2 separate regions of the Mus musculus genome follow, and region 2 is linked to region 1. The links are chromatin contacts, called in public HiChIP or PLAC-seq maps. All regions are on one chromosome and are shown on one strand. Each heading gives the region's core, a stretch centred on a gene start, on an enhancer-like site or on the middle of the called end of the contact. The rest is flanking DNA. Distances are from core to core; before and after follow the strand shown.

Region 1 (3,137 bases), core at 138-2,637:
GATACCAAATCAATGTATGTCTCTTAACATTTACTGCACGTTTCTTGTTTTTACTGCTGAAAAGATTCTGGTTAGAATCTTTGACTTCTTATCTTTGGCTTGTTTACTGAGTTTTCAGTCAGCTTTCTCAGGATTAAATTGTGTTTCCTTTTCAAAGGTAAGGTGCTGTTAACCAGGTTGTCTTTTCACAGACAGTTGCTCTGAGTTCACGGGCCACAGAAGCCATGACCCAAATGAGCACATGGCTCTTTGAAACTTGCAGTTTAGGTAGGCAATGCAGGCAGTCAGTTAAGGGAAACCTGGAAAAGTCCAACCGTCTACACAAAATAAATTCAAACCCTCCTCACCTGCCGTCATGCCACCGGCCATAGTTGAAGGCAGTAAGTACTCATCTTGAAGTCATAGACCATAGCTTTGAAGAGAGTAACTTATTAATAAAAGCGATAGCTGTGTCAACAACTGCAATTTGTAGAGCCTTCCGCAGATATTATATGGTTTTCATCGTGTCATAGGCAATAATAACAAAAAAGAAAACAACGAATTTGTGAAAACTTGTCTGTCAAATATCCCAGGCATGTTTCATCTCGGGCCTAATTAGCTTACTCATGAAGTAGCCCCACAGGCCCCATTTTTTTTTTCTTCAGAAGAGAGAATAAAGTTAGTATGGCCACAGGTACCTGATACCCTCGGATTTGGGGTGGCCCAGTTTTTGAGATGCTAAGAGCCCATCACTGCAAACTTTAGATTAATGTATTACCACCCATCTGTTACTCTTCTTTAACTGTTGAGTCTCTAATATCTATAAGCTACCTAGACTCTCCTGTAAACATAATGAAGTCTCCAAGACCTAAGCCTTCACTCCTTTCTACAGGACCGCCAGCAAATTCAATAAAAAGAGAATATCCATCCACTACTATATTTTAGATAATTTACACTTTCCTAAAGCCTCTTTGCTGAGAAAGCAAATAAGTTTGTTTGTTTGTTTGTTTGCTCGTTTAAAGAGAATATGGGGGGTGGTGATAGTGGTAGTGAGTGAACTTCTTTGGAAGTTTACTGCAATTCCCTAAATCGGTAAAGAAGAGGTTAAGAGGGACCTGGAGGATTTTGAAGTCTTTGGTTTGGGAGGTTCCATTTGGAGAAAGGTGCAGGGGAGCCTGAGATGGAAAGGGACCCAAAACAAGTTCTTATTCGTTGAGATTTCTGCTTCTGAGTCGTTGAAATCTCACCTGAGGGCGCAGTTGGGCGCTCCAGGCATGTGGATGGAAATATTAACACGCAGAACTTGTCTGAGCAGCGCCAGTGAGGGCCTGGCAGGGATCGAGCGTCCCCTTTAAAGGTTCCCGAGCCGGGCTGGAGAGGGAGGAAACCCGGAGCAGCAGGGACTGAGGGGGAAACCCACGAGCTGTCGAGCCGAAAGGAGGCAGCGTGAGAGCAGAAACTTCAGACGCTGCAAGCTCCCAGCGGAGCTCGGGCGAGCCTCGGCAGCATCCTCTTCCTCCTGCTCGCTCTTTCCCACCAACCCGGGGCCGCCCGGAGCAGCCTCTCCGAAGCTTCCAGGAGCAAGGAGTAAGACTAGCCACCCCGGGAAGTTTGGGCTGCAGCTTGGTTCGGAGGTGCGTTACACGCGCCCCAGTAGAAGCAGGACCCGGGACGATGCTGGGTGCTGTGCCGGGCTGGGGGCGCCCGGAAGGCGCTCGTGCATCCGCGGTCCTGTTGCTGTCCCCGGTGCCCTCCGCATCCCGCGAGTGATGGGAACAAGGGCCCGCCCAGGCAGCCGCTGTCGCCGTACCGCCCCTTCGCTCCCTCCTGGTGCGCAGAGTCACCCAGGCGCACCCCGTGAACCTAGAGACTGTTCTCCCCAGCTGCCGCCGCTACCTTGACTGCAATCTCCGCCAGAGGGGGGTGGCCTGCTACTCTCTGGCTCTCCGGTAGACGGAGGAGCACTTTTTGGGGTGCATCTCTTCCTTTGCTCTCACACCCCAACTTTGCAATCGCCGCGCAGCGGCGCCAGGGCACACGCTGTGGAGGCGCACGCCGGGAGGCTCAGCAGGACTGTGGAGGCAGGAAACCGCACAACTGCTCCTCGGTTTAGGCTCTTTGTTGTTCGCCTTGGATGAGCCTTGGAAGTGGTTGAGCCTCTTCAGAAACCCGGAGCTAGGGAAGACAAACCTTGGGCTTTTTCTTTGCAAAGGGATTGACAAGCCTCCGGAAAGGTCGACGAGAAACTGCCCTGCAAACTCTTGGCGGATTGACTCACGTTGCTTATATTAAGCCTTTGTGTGTAGGGTGTATGGTGTGTGGCTTCCATAAATTTGGAGATCTCCGCTTCTGCTCCCTTCTCTTGGCATGAGACTGTATGCAGGACCTACCCGAGGACAATGATCGCGGAGCCTGCTCGCTTTTACCTCTTTGGATTAATATGTCTCTGTTCAGGTAACCTGCGCCCTCCTTCTTCACCCTTCATCTCTTTCGCTGGTCCCCACTCCACTCTTCAGAATCGGACCCTCAACCCTGAATTGACTCTTGGCGACCTCTCCCTTCTAAGGCCAGAGGGGCTCGACCCTTCCAGAACTTCTACAGGGAAAGGTTTCTAGTTTCGCGTTTGAGGTTGTCCCCTCTGGCCTATCACCCCAAACTCTCCTGAAACCATCCCAAACCTCTCGGTAGACCTCGGCCTTTCGCCAAGTTCAGGGCACGCCCAGCTCACTCTGGGCAAATGCCTGTCTAAGCACTTGGGTGGTAGAGGCAGCGGGTTGTTTTGGGCTCTTAGGATTAGGTCAAATGAGTATCCCCCATCTGAGGGATCCTTAGGGGGTGCTGGAGTGGAGGGGCAAGCGGCACGGAGTGGGGGTGGGGGGTGAGGGGGGCTTGTGATCCTCAATCCCCAGCAATCCAAAATCTGGTCCCGGTCCCCGTCCCGCCCCACCCCCCCACCCCCCGTTTCTGAGCTCAACGGGTTGTTAGAAGTTGTTTTATGTAACCAAAGTCTGTAATTAAATTTGATTCTGAAGAAACTTGAGGAAATAACTCCTTCTCGTGGTAGGATATAAACTAGCCACTGCCTGACTGGGTTTAGAAAGAAAACAGGCGCTTGCAAGTAAGTTGCCTGGTAGTCCTCATTGGCGAGACAGAGCAGA
Region 2 (3,013 bases), core at 481-2,980, 130 kb after region 1:
TCCCCCTTCTTGCTCCTTTAAAGCCTTCCTGCTTCTTCTCTCTGTGCCCTTCCCTACCAGTTTTCTTGTGTTTAACAAGGTAAAGAACATGTAACAAACTAACCAAAAAGCCATTTTTTTTAACTAGCCCCAACAATATTGTTCTCTAAAATTTAAATTTGAAATAAAGGGTGATGTTGATCAGGCACTTTGAAACCTCCCTTGACAGTTAGGGGTATGCATTTTTTTCCACAGTTGAGGAAATTAAGACAAAAACATGAGAGTATTATCTTCCTTGAGCATGTTCTCATTTGAAATATCAGCTTAACATTCATGGTATAAACATACCTATTTGAGTCATTTTTCCTTTTGTAATGAAGGGGAGAAAGGGCTCGTTGAGTATTATGAATCTTGACAGCTCGAGACATAATTGGCCAAAAGCAGCTGTTTCTTATAGTCCTGGGTCTCTGAGGGTTTAATGTCTTGAACAGTCGAAGATACATGAATGGTGATGGATAATTATTTTTATTTAACCAGATTAATTAAACATCCGTTCTCCCATCTCTGAGATTTTGAGCGCTGCTTCTAAAAGGATGACTAAAGAATGATATCCCAGCTCCTGTAGAATTCACTCTAGTTGCCAAATGGGTTACCAGAAGCACATCCAATGTTACATCCAGATGTAGTTATTATTTCTATAAATCGTATTGGCTGCAAAGAAATTATGTCCAGAAGGATAACAAACACCACAATATAACCACTGTTTTCTGTCCAAGGGAAGTTTTCTTCATCATTTTTTTATGATAGTGACAAATGCTACCAAAGCACAGGGGCTTTTTCTCCCAAAATAAATGTTTAAATTTATTTCTCATTTTATTGAGAAATTTATAATTTGTGTTGCCTGTTAATTTAGAGAATGGTACAGTTCTCTTCCAATTACAGAATTTTAAAATTTATTTTGTAATCAAGGACATAAGCCTTTTGAAGAACAATGAAGACTCTTGTCTGTTAGCTTTTTATGAATTCGTTGTGAATTTCACATCATGCACCCCGGTCCTACTCATCTCTCCATCCCTTTGTTCCCACCCTCCCTTGCAATGCTCCCCCAAAAGGAAAGCAATCACAGTGTGAAAGCTATAGCGTGTCACAGTGTGTCCCACACTATACGCCTTTGTCCACACTTCTCTACCTGCAGTTAGTTGTTCACTGCAATGAGTCATTGGCCTGATTCAAGGCTTATAGCTTCTGCTACACTATTAACACTGGGTCTTCATGAGGATTCTTCTCAGATTTCCTGTTGCTGCCTTGTGTCATGAAAACTTTTACAATTGATTGTAACTTCCCACCCCTGAGTTCTCCCCCCTCCTGTGTCTGTTGCCCTCTCTTCCCCATATCCTTTCTTTTTTCAAGAATTATCAATCATTTTTTTTCTTCTGGACTTGCTACCCAAAATACTACATAGTTGGCCTTTCAGGGCAGCATGGATGTTTGTGACCTAACTGTAAGTACCAGTGTGGGCTATGATAAAGTTGCTGAGTGGATTCTGCATTAGTACCCTTCACAACACCCAGCCACACTTCTCCTAACCCCCTTCACCAGCAGCTTCCAAACTACCAACTCGTTTCCTGTCAAATCTGTGTGGTGCTCTGTAATAAATCACCGATGAACAGCCAACAATGTATTACAGAGGTTCCGGTTCTGAACATTGATGAATGTGACTCTTCTAGAATGGAACAATGGCCCCTGTGCGATGCACGAGAGAGGCCCCTCTGCTGCAAAGATAGCTTTGTTCATGGCCCCAGCCTCTCTGGGTTGAGTGCTCTCTTTTCTTGTGTTAGCAGGAACCTCAGCTAATTGATTAACTGAATCTTTGGTCTGTCTGAGGTAGGCCTAAAACAAGGATGTAATCAGTGCTTTTGAAAGACGCCATTCTTGTCTTTGGGGATTCCTGCGGGCCCATATGGCATGTACAATAGGCAACACAGCAAGGGTTCTTACTTGGAGGATTGGGTGGACTTCAGTGTGAACGTGTTTCTCTTGTATTATTTCTTCCTCTTGTTTAGTCCGTTTGGTGGTGATTCTGCATGGGACAGGACTTTGTAAGAGAAAAACTTATACTGAGTTGCCCATCTTCTTTTTTTCCCTTTGATGTTATCATTCTATTCCGGAGATTTTTGGGAGGCCCGTTTCCTATTGGAGCATTGTTCGTTCATACTATTTAAAACAACTAAAAGGCAAAGAGAATTGAAAGGTATATTTTCACATATTATCCTTTAATACAAGAATACAACTGTATAATATGTCAAGAAATGGAAAATATATTTTGCAGACAGTGAAAGGCAGCGTTTTCAGTATTGTTTAATTATATACTATAAATCAGTTCTTTACTAAAAAATGTAAATCACCTCGTTAGGTTGAAAAAAATTCATAGAAGGATATGGCTAATGGTTGATTAAAGGACAAATAAGAGCTACTTTTATTTATTTCACATAACTGATATTCTGTGGTTGCCATATCTATTAAGTTGTATTTATCTGTAATTGGTATGTAAGATATAAATTGTACATATGATTGGCAATATGATATATGTATATAATAAACATGTATTAGAATGTTATGATTAGGTTAAATATTCATGACTTTTATAGTAACTTTCAAATCATTTAGCTCTGTAGGCATTGCACTGTATAAATGAAAGTTGCATCAGCTGAAGGAAGTATTAATATAGATTCTCTAAAGGTAGAGACAAATTTATTTCAGATTGATCCCAAGATTTTACAATAAAATGAACTTAAGTTTATAGCAAAGAAACTGAGATTCAGTTATGTGCGAAAAAAAGAAACATTTTTGACAAAACGTTTCCTCTGCTTTTATAACCCACCAGAAGTTTTACAGTCCTTCATATTGTGAAAAGAACGGTGACACAAAGAGCATGTGTCCAAGCTCAGCATTGGCAGACTCTGTAGATGGGAGAGGAGTGGCTTGTGGCTTTTGTATATGAATTCCCTCCTTCTATGCTTCTTTCTATTCAAAA

The links. HiChIP or PLAC-seq counts read pairs in DNA pulled down with a chosen protein or histone mark.
Region 2: an H3K4me3 HiChIP or PLAC-seq map of craniofacial prominence shows a contact between it and region 1, with 3 times the contacts expected there. The contact joins the enhancer-like site here to the promoter of Robo1 in region 1. A contact is called at or near these places in 1 of 39 promoter capture datasets (cranial neural crest), 3 of 484 Hi-C or Micro-C datasets (myocytes, stem cell-derived neural progenitor cells and uterus), 5 of 115 datasets of contacts at active chromatin or transcription factors (craniofacial prominence, differentiating embryonic stem cells, embryonic hindbrain and 2 more) and 1 of 9 other capture datasets (adipose tissue).

What each region holds. Positions count from the first base shown.
Region 1 is chr16:72,661,762-72,664,898 of GRCm38.p6, forward strand. Robo1 (roundabout guidance receptor 1) reads left to right here and starts at 1,388. Exons shown (of 29, transcript NM_019413.2): 1 at 1,388-2,433. The coding sequence starts at 2,379. Gm29908 (a long non-coding RNA gene) reads right to left here and starts at 1,305. Exons shown (of 3, transcript XR_384961.4): 1 at 1,227-1,305.
Region 2 is chr16:72,786,426-72,789,438 of GRCm38.p6, forward strand. All of the region lies in intron 2 of Robo1 (roundabout guidance receptor 1), which reads left to right. Among named protein-coding and RNA genes, the nearest start is that of Gm52248, 92 kb to the right of the region's middle. Within about 2 kb of position 1,731, at least 9 of the 459 cell types and tissues checked have an H3K27ac peak or open chromatin away from gene starts, as enhancers often do.